Regions from separate parts of the Mus musculus genome. Here region 1 is linked to region 2. The links are chromatin contacts, called in public Hi-C maps. All regions are on one chromosome and are shown on one strand. Each heading gives the region's core, a stretch centred on a gene start, on an enhancer-like site or on the middle of the called end of the contact. The rest is flanking DNA. Distances are from core to core; before and after follow the strand shown.

Region 1 (6,493 bases), core at 676-3,175, 540 kb after region 2:
GACTGTGTGTGTGCGTGCGTGTGTGCGTGCGTGTTACCATGCTACATGAATAGAAGTAAAAGTCATAGTGAGCATTGTGGTGGATTTGCTTTTCAGAAAGACTTCACTATAATTATATTCTCCTTATTTGCGAATCCTCAACATATAAGTCTTTTCAAAACATGTTTACAATCATGAATAAGAGTTGAGCTTTCGTTGGTTTATTTGATTATTATTAAGATAAAATTCAGAATGGTCAAATCCACTAACCGTTGAAAGCATACCTCATGCGAATTTGTTCTTTGTTTCCTCTGCCCTTTTTGCTGATGGCTTCTTGATCACCTTTTATTGATTTGTAGGGTGCTCTGGAAAATGTAATACCAATCCTTTGCTGTATTCTAAGGACCCATTTTTTTTTTCTCAGTGCACTGAATGTTTTTACCTTACTTTCAACATCATATTTTACTTTTGAGATCTAAACTTCCTTTTCGTGTCTTATTACATTGGCTGGCTCTGTGCTACAGTGGTGTTGGACTATACAGTCATCTCTGGGGTTGTTTTATTTCTCCTCCATCTGAATGGCAATGCTCCCAGCACAGCAGTCAATCTGTGTCACTCTTGTTCTCTCTCTGACTGCGGGAGCAGCTTCCTAATGGGCTTTCCTCAGACCTAAGGCTTCACTGTTTGTCTTTGTCATTCCCATCTTGTTTTGTGGAGCCTGGATTTGATTCCAGAAGAGTTTAAACTGTTTTTCGCTTACTCTGTTCACATTTCAAGTAAGATTGAAACTGTTTAAACACCAACAGAAGGCTTATAGAAAGACTCAGGGTGACAGGAATCGGGGTGACAGGAAGCAGGGCGACAGGAAGGTCCCTTTCAGGTCACACATTGTTGTTCAGATTCATCTTCAGTAAATGACTACAGCTGGGACATCTATATAGAGTTTACTCCAAAGAAATATTTTGTAAATGCAGTGTCTTATATAGCCTGAAAATCACACATGCTTAATGTGTGGGAGTATTCCTGTGTGTGCCTCCCGCATCAGACTCCATCAGACCCCGTCATAACTTCCGGTAAAGACACACAGAAAAGTCTGCATTAAAATAGGGTTGTCTCTACTATGCAGAAGTGTGTGTGTGTGTGTGTGTGTGTGTGTGTGTGTGAGAGAGAGAGAGAGAGAGAGAGAGAGACAGAGAGACAGAGACAGAGACAGAGACAGAGACAGAGACAGGAGTGAGAGACAGAGGCGGGGGTGGGGGTGGGGGGCAGAGAGGGAGGCAGAGAGGGTTATGTAGCCCTTCAGTGGTCACCGTGAGCAGACAGCTTCTGTTTATTGAGTGCCTTCATTTTTGGTGTTCCTCGGAGTCCCATGAGCTAACACTGAACTAGGCATGTGGAGCTCACAGAACCATTTGTGCGTCTCTCTGCCATTGCAGGTTGGTTACATTTTCCTTCAGTTGAGCCTCCTGTCAATGCCTGGGTAAGGCCAGATAGCACTTAATTGCAATTAATTCTGGAGTGTCTTGGCAGGGAAGGACTAGCTGAAATGAAGAGCAAGTATATTTATGTGATGAATAATATTAGGACCCAGGGGGGTATTTAGAAGGTGGAAAAAAGGAGTGGGTTAATTTTGAACCATTTTCAATTTCCATACCAGTCATTACCCACATTAGTGGATTTATTATGTTCTTTTTCTTTCCCTAATAAGAGCCTTGTAAAACCCAGCATATCATCAAGCAACCTAATAATTACTGTATTTAGGGGCAAATGTTAGATCCTAGACAGAGACTGTTTATCACGTCCTGCTCCCTAAAGTTCAACTGAATAGCCACTTTTCTGTTTCCTCATTAATAATTATAATAAGTAAACTGCACAAAAGAGGAAGAAAGAACTCAGCAAATCAAAACATAGCAAACTGGGAAGGCCAGAGCACTAAAGCATCCTGCCATGACTCACAGACCACGTGAGCCGTTAGAATCATGATTCTTAATTTTCCTGACCAGAACTCTGAAGGGAGCAGAAACCGGCACCAAATGAATCCACTCAATTAATGAGGATGCCCAGATGGCAAAGAGGGAAATAAATAATTCCCTCAGTCTGCCCTTTGTCACCTCAACCCCCAAGTTGTAGGCCTCCTTAGGGATTTCAAAGCAAAGCTTAGTGTGACCAGGAATGTGGAGGGTTTGCTACCCTTCAGTCCTTAAAGCTCTGGGCAACAACCAGGAGGCATCTGTGAGGAAGCTGCCTGCTGGCTTTGCTCTTGAGGATGTTTTCAAACACCATAACCCACTCACCTCAGAGGGCTTGCCCCCCTCATCCTTTCCCTTCTCTTCCTTATCATCCATTTCCTTCCTTTTTATTCATTCTCTCTCTCTGGCCCCCCAGTTTCTCTTTCTCTTTGTTCTCTTTCTCTCTTTTCTCTCTCTCTCTCCCTCCCTCCCTCCTCTCTCTTAATTTAAACTTGTTTCTGTCTCTTTGGACCTCCCACACACACACACATGTTTTTCTTGCTGATTTCCCTTATATATTACACATTTAACAAACTTATCTCTTGCTTCAATTGCTGAAGGTGCCACTGACAGAGGTCTAAACAAAAGCTCAACACCCAAATAACCTATTCCTCCTGTGAGTAAACCCCTCCACTTCCCCCTTCCTATTTTTTTTTATCCCAAAGCAGAACCAGTCACCTTTTTTGTTTACAGGTTTACTGATCTCTTCCCTTCTGCTAAGATCCGGGCATTTTGAGGCGTGTTTAGACACCTCCTGTAAGTATTCCCCAAGGTGAAAGCAACCACAACTCCTCACTCTTTGTCTTTGAAAGCTTAGACCAGTTGGAAACTTTGGAACAACCACTTAGTGCCAAATCTGCCCTTGATCTTCTCTTTATAGCACATGGGGTTTACACTGCGAGCCAGATTCAGTCCCCAGGGACCTCTGCTGGGGAACACAGGAAGAATTCTCCCTTCTGCAGGGAGTGTTTTCAGGCCAGAATGCATAAACCGTTGAGAACATCTCCCGTGGAGTCTGCAGAGAGGAAGATAATCCATTACCCTGCAGGCAGTTGGCCTTGGCGGGAAGGACTGGGGCCGCCTCCAGTGACACAAAGGAGAGCTGCATTTGAAATCTCCCCAAAGCCAGGCCTACTTTCCCCCACGGGTTTTGCATTTCTCAGACAGCAATGCAAAAGGAGATAGAGAACAGAAATGCAAATCGCAACCTTTAAGAAAATATATAAACCCAAAAGATGAATAAGGGCCTTCTAGTTCCATAGATGCCAAAAGCATCCCTTTGGCTAAATGAAAAACGCATTCCCAGCTGCACCAAGTCTTCCCATATTGCCCAGATGAAGCCAGCCTCTGCAAGAGACGGCCATACTTCAAAGAGCAGCACAGAACCTCTTTATCACCACAGGATTTCACAAGAATCTAGAGAAAGGCAGAAGAAATGAGGGCAAGCTAAGGCTGCCTTAAAGAAGCCTGGTTGTAGACACTGAGCTGAGGGCCAGCATCACTGAGGGAAGCCTGGAGAGAGGCAAGCAGAACCGGCATCCAGTGCTCACATCCATCTGGGGAGAGATAGACCTCCTGTGCTTTGAAGCCCAGAGCCATCGCAGCAAAGGGGTTATAAAAATGCTTTGGAGGTTGACCTGTCCCTAAAGCACAAGGAGGCAGGATTTGGAGAATATCTGTGCAAATGGTGGGCTCCACCCGGAGCCAGGGGAAATGCTCAGTTTGAAGGAGGGAGGAGCCATCAGGGGGAAAACAGGCACGTGGTCCAAGAGGAGGAAATAGAAATGGAACACAAATGTGCAAAAATACACCTGAGGACAATGCTAAGTCAAAAAAGTCAAATCTGCAAGAAGGTCAAATTTATCACTTAGACTAAAAGGAGAAAGGGATATGAAGCACACAGGCAGAATAAAGGGAAAGTTCTCTACAGCTAAACTGTGGGATGGACCCACACAGACACACACACACACACACACACACACCGTCAGTATCATCACCATCACTATCACCTCCACCATCACCAAATCTGCCCATGCACCTCCAACACTACCACCACCAATAACACATACACAAACACGCACATATACACCATCACCGTCACCACCACCACCACACCACTACCACCACCACCACATCTACACACACACCACCAATAACAACAACAACACACACACACACTCACAGAGACTGATAGCATTTATCAGAATTAAAACAAGCTTATCCTTTGGCTCCACAGTTCCAATTCCTCTTCCTGAAAGCTACTGATAGACTTGTGCTCTATCGTGCACACAACAGCAAGCTTTTAATAAGAGAAAGCAATCTATTAAAAGCATTTACAACTAGTATGGTTTATACACATGCTTGCACAGAAATGGAAAGATGCATAATACATAGTAAATAGTGATTGTGTCTGGGGAGGGAGAGCATTAGGAGCATTTGTGTTTTACAAAGTTTGAAATATTTTAGCATATAACTGGGTCACAATGAGGTTATTGGTATTATGGTGGAAGTAAAATGCAAGAAGATGGTGATCGTGAAGACTGTCATACACAGCGCTTGTGCTTGAGTGACTGAGAGTTTGGACTTGGGTGAGGTACTGTTCTCTAAGGAGCCGTGGGAGGGCAAGCTTTATCGCGGATGTTCTTTCCTTCTGGAAAGTCTTGCACAGGAGAAATTTTCCTAGCCCTCATTTCTAATGGATGCCATGTGTGTATAGAAATGGTTTCCATGTTCAGAATCCTGTTTAAAGATCGATTTGACTTAAATGTTTTACCAGCTTTTGTTTCTTCCAGAAAAGTATTCAATTTTAGCAAGACATTGTTCCAGGAAGGCTTGCCCTGTAGCCAAGTTAGCATTTCCATGAGCTTCAACAAACATTGCCAATCGCTTGCTGCCTTTAATTGATCAGCTCACTGGAGCACATGCCTGCTGCGGGCTCTGCTGAGGAGTTTGTTGCCTGTGCAAAAAGAAAGAGTGATGACTAGCAGAGGGCGAGGTTTCAGGTTTCCGCACTGAAGCAAGGGGTTGATGAAAAACCGGACCACGGCTTTCCATTGGAAATGCCATATCAGTGCTCTATTAAGGAGTAACTCGTTCGTTCAAACATCAACCACTGGCAAACCTAGCTGTCTCCCCCGCATAAGTGAATTTGGAAATATTAGAAGTGAAGTAAAAGAAAAGGTGTTAAGGTAGGCAGGGCTATTATAGAGCCAGGAAAAGGCACAGAGAAGAACGACAGTGGCAAAGTTGTGCTACCCCTTGTCAGAGGAGACCTCTATGGTCCTTGATTTCACAAAGAGGCACAGGTCAGCATGTGATCCAGCCTCAGCCCTGCACCCATTACAATTAGTGTGGACTCCACGCCTCCTTCCTACTTTGCTGCTCAAGCAGAGACTCCTGGGTTAAAGAATGATTCTTGCTCCATTCTCACTATAAGGCAGTGGCACACAGCCTGGCCAGGTTCATCAAACAACAACAACAACGGCCCCAGTTCACCACTGTCATTTCTTCTGCAATTGTTAACAGTGGCTGGCCCATTCTGTCCCCTTGTTCAGATAATGACTTCCACGGCTGCCCTAATGTAAGGTAAACCACTGTAAAGAACGTGGCATCAGGGCCCCATGGACTGTGATGGCCATGGCTGAAATGCGTTTGGACCTTACTTTATTTGCTTTCAAATTTTAAATAAATAAAAACCTCACACACCAAAGTTAACCAGACTCAAAGACTGTACAACTCGATGCAAGCTGTCTATCTCTGCCACCCAATGCTTCTGTCTCAGTTCGTGCGATGACGGCAAGTGCTACTGTATGCACCCCCGCTTACCTCCAGCTTTATACCTGAGTTTGGGGTCCTCTAAAACTCCCATATTAAATGAGAACTAGCACACAGCACTATAAAATGTTTGCATCCAAAACAGACTGTTCTTTTGGAAATAGTGTCACAACCAAAAATTAAAGCCACAAAGCTCTGAAAATGAAAGCTATGAAAACGTCGCCACCTTCTACTACAGATTAGAGTGGTACACCCATTCTTGATGCGTTACCAGAACTCAGTCAAGACAAGCCATACGGGGTAGGGTAAAGGTGACGATCTTCATCAAGCACAGTGGTTCTCAGCTCTTCCTGATGCTATGACCTTTTAATCCAGGTCCTCCTGTGGTGGTGATTCCCAACCATAAAAAAATAAGTTATTTTCCTTGCTATTTCATAACTGTAATTTAGCTGCTCTCGTGAATTCTAACATAAATATCTGATATTTCCGAGGGTCTCAGGCGACCCCTGTGAAAGGGTCATTCCATCCCCAAAGGGGTCTTGACCCACAGGTTGAGAACCACTGTTCTAGCATATGAGACTAGGAACACTTATCAAACACATCCGAGGTTTCTCAGTTCTTATGCATTTAAATCATCAGTGCTTGGAAACACCTCGTTGTCAGGACCATCATCGTTTTGAGCTGTCTTAGTATGGTGTTCTTTGTCTCACATGTATCGAAACTCATCAGCG
Region 2 (6,339 bases), core at 975-3,474:
TAGAAAATGACTTCATATTTTAATACTAAACTAAAAGAAAATTATATATTTCTCAAAGGGGGGGGAAGAGAGAGGGAGAGAGAGAGAGAGAGAGAGAGAGAGAGAGAGAGAGAGAGAGAGACTCTGTCTCTAACTAAGAGAACAAGCATTATTTTATAAAACAATGTCTCCCTTTCAGGGTACCAGAGGTAACATCCCTACTGTTAGTGCATTGTCTAGTGGGAACTGATGACACAGGCCATTATCTAATGTCCTGATATGCCCCTTGCTGTTCTGCCTCTCTTCTCTTGTTCCTGCTCACTACATTTTAAGAAGACTATACTTCATATGTACCTCATTGTCACCTTAGCCATTGACAGTGGTTGGAACAATGTCTTCCTGAAAGGTATGAGCAGCTAAGACCTTCAATGGAACTTAACTTGGACAAAACATCATTGCAGATGTAATTAACGATTTTGAGGCGATGTCATCCTGGATTGTTCAAATATAATCTAAGTCTGTGGAACAAGCATCTCTATATGGGGATGGCGGAGGAAGATTTGAACCAAAGGCAAAGGCCACGTAAAGATGGAGGCAGAGGCTGGAAACATGAGCCGCAATAAAGAAAACTGCGAAATGCCAAGGGATGCCCACAGCTATGGTCACAACGAGGAGGTTTCCCTCAGAGCACCAGAAGAGAGCATGGCCTATCCCAAGCTTTGATGTGGACCTCTAACCTCCAAAGGCTCAGCATCTGCATTCTGAGCAAGTAGGCTGATGACTGGTTTGTACTAGCCTGGCCACGGTGACTCTGAGCTTGCTGCCAGAGGGAAGCTCCTAAGCACTGACAACTATGTAGACATCCATCCCATCCTCCTGTCTCTGCGGACCTCCTACCAAATCCTCCTGAGCCACCCAACCCATTCCCATGTCCTACAGTCTCAGCTTAGCAATAATGATTATGGTTTTTCCTTTCTGTTTTTTTTTTTTTTTAGAACTTACTGTGTGTGTGTGTGTGTGTGTGTGTGTGCGCGTGCGCGCGCTTTTGCCATGTGGATTCAGGAATGGAATTCAGGTCATCAGGCTTACTGACTGAGCCATTGCTGGCCCTGAAATAAGCATTTTAGAAATATTAAAACATAGATCCATGACTTTGTGTTAACTGGATAGGATTATGCAGACCACTCAGGACCCCTACTTGCTTTCCTCATTAGCTAACTTGTCATAGACATCTCTCCATGTCAATAAAAGTAGCTACCCATCATCATTTTAATAGCTGCCTGGTTTCCATTGTGTGGATTACTGTAATTTATTTAACCAATCTCCTATTGATGGATGCTAATGTCCCTCTTCAAATGGAATAGCCATTTTGACACACGGAACCATAAATCTGGCCTTGCCAATATAGTGAGCTTGTTACGAATTTTGACTTGAACGCTGCACTTATTTTAACGTGGTTATCTTGTTAGCCTTGCAGGCTAGTTATTAGTCTTTTTTTTTTAATAGCAGACTACTAGTTTTCATTTTGATTCTGCCATTAATTAAAACTCTGATCTTAACTTGCATTCTAACCTGCCACTAATTACATGTATTCTTTAAAGAATCCACCTGACATTTTTATACACGTGACTGTCCTCAGAGGTGGGCATGATCTTGTTCTGCTTTGACATTGGACTTCCTCATAAATATTTTCCCCATGCTTTTGATTTTCCCTTAAATTTTGGAAATTTGATATTTCACATGTACCTCTTTTATTTTTAGGAAACTTATATTTCCTCCTATTATTTTAATTTACTGTACCATTGCAGTCATCCATGGCCAGTATGGAAGCATTTTGCTTTCTGCTCTGTCGGATGCTCCGTTGACTAATCAAGGAGAGAGCTGCACTGGGTTACTCAGGAGTTCTGCTTCCTGGCAGATACTGTATTCCCTGGGGATAGCTTTCCTTCATCTCCCAAATAAAACATGGGATTTTTGTAGGCCATTCTGGAAAGGGTTCTTTTTTCTTACACTTTCTGTCATAGCACAGTGCTTGGTGTGCGTATGAATGGTTCTCTACAGCTATTTGTTAGTTCACACTGAATTGCCCCCAAGTCTTATGCCAGGGGGATCTGCATATCACTGTAGCAAGGATCTCTTGCCATTGATTGTCTGTTCCATGTTCCGCTCTGGGAGCTATGAGAGACTGAAGTCACACTCACCAGACTGTGTCTACTTCCCCTTTTTTTCTGAGAATGAAGAGTCAGGGTGGAAAAGTTGTGTGCAGGAAGTGGCCTTTGAGTTGGAATTGATGACAAGACACGTTACAAATGTATGTATGGACAAGGCCACTAGAAACCAGTGACTCTTTTTCAGTAAATGTAGTTGGGGGCAGAGTTATTCAGACACAAGCTTGGGCATAGCTTACTGTTAGGGCCAAGGAGGGCCAGGCAGGTGAGGAGAGGCAGAGGAATTGGTCCTGCTCATTGAAGAGTTTCAACCCAATGAAAGAATGGGGTACTCTATTGAGGAACAAAAGACGACAGCAGCACACAGTCAGTCCATAGGAGCACATCAGGAGCACACAACTGCTGATGCTTGGTGAAGAAAGGGTAGAGCAGGGTTTCCCCAGGTCCTCCGCCAGCAGCCAGAACCTTGTGAATAGGTAACATGGCTCAGTACTGAGCAGGCATCATGTCTGGGGCTCGTCTTCAAAGAAGGCTGGGGAGAGGTTGGGAGATCATCCTAGCAGAACTCAGCATCTGTCTGTTTAAGCTCCAGTCGGATCCAGAGCAGAACTGGCATAACCAGATGGGGGCACTAGAGGGCTGGGTGAGTGGCACGGGCCAGGTTCCAGGAAGCAGATTCTGAGATGGAAGCTTTACGCAGGGGAAAAAAAACTCTTGAGAAGGACACTTTAAGGAAGAAGTGTCAGGACACAGGATGAGCGGAGAGACGGTGCTTAGCTTTCTTAATCTGCTTGGGCTGCTGTAACAAAATGCCTTGAACTGGGTGATTTATAAACAATATCTACTTCTCAACAGGAATTAGGGCTTCATCATGACAACGTGGGGGGGTGGGTGGGGGGACAGAAACATAGTACTATTCCCATAAAGGCCTTATCTGATCCCATGAGAAAACATGAGAGAATCCCTCAGACCTTGCTGAGTTTGGGCGTAAATGGGGTGGCGAACACTTCAGGCCTTTGGCCTGTATGAATCAAGCTGGGATGCCAGCTGCTGACACATGTGTGTATGACTTTGTGCCATGTACCTTTTTCTAACAGAAACAATTCTTGAAGATGGTGAGCAGCTGAGGGCCTTTTTTTTTTTTTTTTTTAGCAGCTGGAGAAAATGGGATCTAGAGAATGTGTCCCACTAAAGTGCACAACTTACTGTAAGCTACAGCCTAGGGGTGTCAGTGCCCAAGGGCCATAAGTGGTAGAGCGCAGAGATTAGAACTTTGGTCCATAGGAAAGGGGGAAAATGATCATGTTATGTCCCCAGGATAAGCCTTGAAGGACAGATAAAATGGCAGGGACTGGCAAAAGACATTCACATATTTCCCATTTTAGAAACCAGTTATCCCGGGATTCTATAGTGGGAGAAGATGGCTGGGCCGTTATAGGCAAGAGGCTCAGTGAATAAAGCAGTGAGAGCCAAGGGAGATAGACAGAGGAAAGTTAAGGGGCCTCTTTGAATATCTGTGGTTTATTTCTCTCAGTTCGTTCCAGCAAAGGTTGTCCATCACGGCCTTGGAGCCTCATAACACCATATTAATAGCCAAACAGCCAAATTGGCTCAGAATATGCAAACATCCAGTTTTAATTTGAAAAAAAAAAGTTCTCAAGCTCTCCTAGGGTACAGTTTTGGTCCGTCAATTACTGTTCCTCTATTGGGATATTTGCCTTTCGTTCCATTCACCTCATACCAGAGCAGATGTCTTTGCTAACTGGTTTGCAAAGTGATTCGCCCACTTCTGCACAGTTTGGGGGCCGTTGATTCAATTCCAGTCAGAAAGCAAGATGGAGGGAGGTGTTTACATTGAATCCAAGGATAGAAAGTTCTTACACCAGGAAAGTTTTCCCTTAAGAAAAAAAAAATGGAGCGAGTCAGTAGTGGGAACGCCTAGCAAAGCTTGTCTCAGTGTCAGCACTACATCATAATGTTTGGTTCACCTTGGCAATTGTGAGATTTTTCTAATTCTTATCCAATCACTGCACAGCTGTTGTTTCTTTTCTGAATAAAGCCAATATGCCCCCCACACACCCCAGGGCCAGGCCGAGTTTCAGGCTTGACATTCCGTGCAATAGCTTCCCCCGCACTTCAGAATCCTTCCCCTGATTATGTCCGTCCGCTTAGCATGTGGGGTGTGACTCTGCATGAAATGGCCAGGCGTCTGTTGCTCATGAAAAGATTCAGCTGTAACGGCATATGGACAACACACTTTTAAAAATGGGGTTATTTCATAATTGCAACAACTCTGTCCAAGACAAGGGAACACATTCAGATTCCCTGTAATTCAAACCATTTGTTAGCAGGGCCCTCCATCCTGAGTGAGGAAGGGCTGGGATCCGTGAGGGAATGGTCTGTTCTGGATTGCCCACCTGGCTTGAAAGCTCATGCCGCACACGGGGCTCTGACCAGAGGGCTCTGGCCAAGGAGCCTATGGGAAAACAGAGTCCAGTGCAGACTGAAATGCTGCCCTAGTTTGGAGTCTCACAAGTTGAAACTCGTGAGCATTGGTCAGGCCCCACGTTTGGGTATGGGTTGGATGGCCAGCTATCCGTTCAGCCTCTCATGCCACAGAGCAGGAACAAAGCATGGCTCGAGATAATGTGACTTAAGCAGAGGATATGGACTCAGAAGAGAATGAAGCCTCTAGTTCAGTGATTCTCACCCTGTGGGTCCCTTCTGGGATAGGGTATCAGATATCCTACAATTCGGATATTTACATTATGATTCATAGTAGTAGCAAAATTACAGTTATGAAGTAAAACAAAACTAATTTTACACAGCACGAGGAACTGTACTAAAGGGTGACAGCGTTAGGAAGGTTGAGAAACACTTCTCTTGTGCCAGTGCAGTACTAGGCTCCAACAAGTCTTGTGCTTTCTCTGAATGCCAGCTTTCTTGTTTATAAAAAAGAATACCCCCTCTCTTCCTGTGTGTGTGTGGTATGCACACACACACACTCACACACACACACACACTCACACTCACACTCACACACACACACACACTCACACACACACACACACACACTCACACACACACACTCACACACACACACACACACACTCACACACACACACACACACACACACTCACACACACACACACACTCACACACACACACACACACACTCACACACACACACACACACACTCACACACACACACTCACACACACACACACACACACTCACACACACACACACATGCACACCCTCTTGCATGGTGGTAGTGAAAATTAGTGAAATTAAAATCTTCTTTTCTTTTCTGCTAGTTTTGAATCTGCAAAATCAACAATGAATAATAAATATCTTTTTAAAATGGCGGCATGGTGGTGCACGCCTTTAATCCTAGCACTTGGGAGGCAGAGGCAGGCGGATTTCTGAGTTCGAGGCCAGCCTGGTCTACAAAGTGAGTTCCAGGACACCCAAGGCTACACAGAGAAACCCTGTCTCAAAAAACAAACAACCAAAAACAAAACAAAACAAAACAAAACAAAACAAAAAACAAAAAAACAAAAGAAAGAAAAAGGCATCTGGACTGAACATGGATAAACTTTTTTTTTGTCATTCCTTAAAAAAATTAGTGCAGTTTTTAAGAGTTTTTGCCTTGTACTGGGTATCATCAGTAATCAGAGAAAACTCAAAGCACACAGGAAGATGTCATGTGTTATATGCAAATATTATGTCATTTTATATGAGGGACATGTTCACTTTAGGGTTTATGTATCGTAGGGGGCTCTGGAACTAATCCCCTTGGATGCTGAGAGACCGCTGTATCTGTAGTCTGTAAATGCAAGCCAGCATCCTTCTTGGCCCATTATAGGCATACAATACTGGAAGCTATCGTTATTGTTAGCTATTACTAAATGAGGTCCATGAAAAAAGGTCTTTCTGTATAATCTAAATTCCCATTATGCTCCTCTTATGCCCAATCTGGCAGCGAAACAGCTTGCTGACAGCATCCATCTTTCCATTCACAAGTCACATGAAATATATGGCTTTTCTCTTAAAGGACTCCCAATGGTCCGCTAGGTTTCCTGGCAAGGAGACAGTGATTCAGGCTGGTCCAGGTAGAAAGCAAACTTGTGCCAACAGCCACATTCTTCATGCAGAACGCTCCCCACTGGGCCATGCGCGGTGGCGTG

The links. A called contact is a pair of places that touch in the nucleus more often than the background predicts.
Region 1: a contact with region 2 is called in a Hi-C map of bone marrow-derived macrophages, with 15 read pairs. The contact joins two enhancer-like sites. A contact is called at or near these places in 1 of 15 datasets of contacts at CTCF or cohesin (pro-B cells), 2 of 484 Hi-C or Micro-C datasets (the C2C12 cell line and bone marrow-derived macrophages) and 1 of 115 datasets of contacts at active chromatin or transcription factors (embryonic stem cells).

What each region holds. Positions count from the first base shown.
Region 1 is chr6:53,757,901-53,764,393 of GRCm38.p6, forward strand. LOC115490491 (a small nucleolar RNA gene) reads right to left here; the gene lies at 6,458-6,493. Among named protein-coding and RNA genes, the nearest start is that of Tril, 60 kb to the right of the region's middle. Within about 2 kb of position 1,926, at least 54 of the 459 cell types and tissues checked have an H3K27ac peak or open chromatin away from gene starts, as enhancers often do. A contact at or near this core is called in bone marrow-derived macrophages, where this site is marked.
Region 2 is chr6:53,214,662-53,221,000 of GRCm38.p6, forward strand. No RefSeq gene overlaps it. Among named protein-coding and RNA genes, the nearest start is that of Gm4872, 4.0 kb to the right of the region's middle. Within about 2 kb of position 2,225, at least 18 of the 459 cell types and tissues checked have an H3K27ac peak or open chromatin away from gene starts, as enhancers often do. A contact at or near this core is called in bone marrow-derived macrophages, where this site is marked.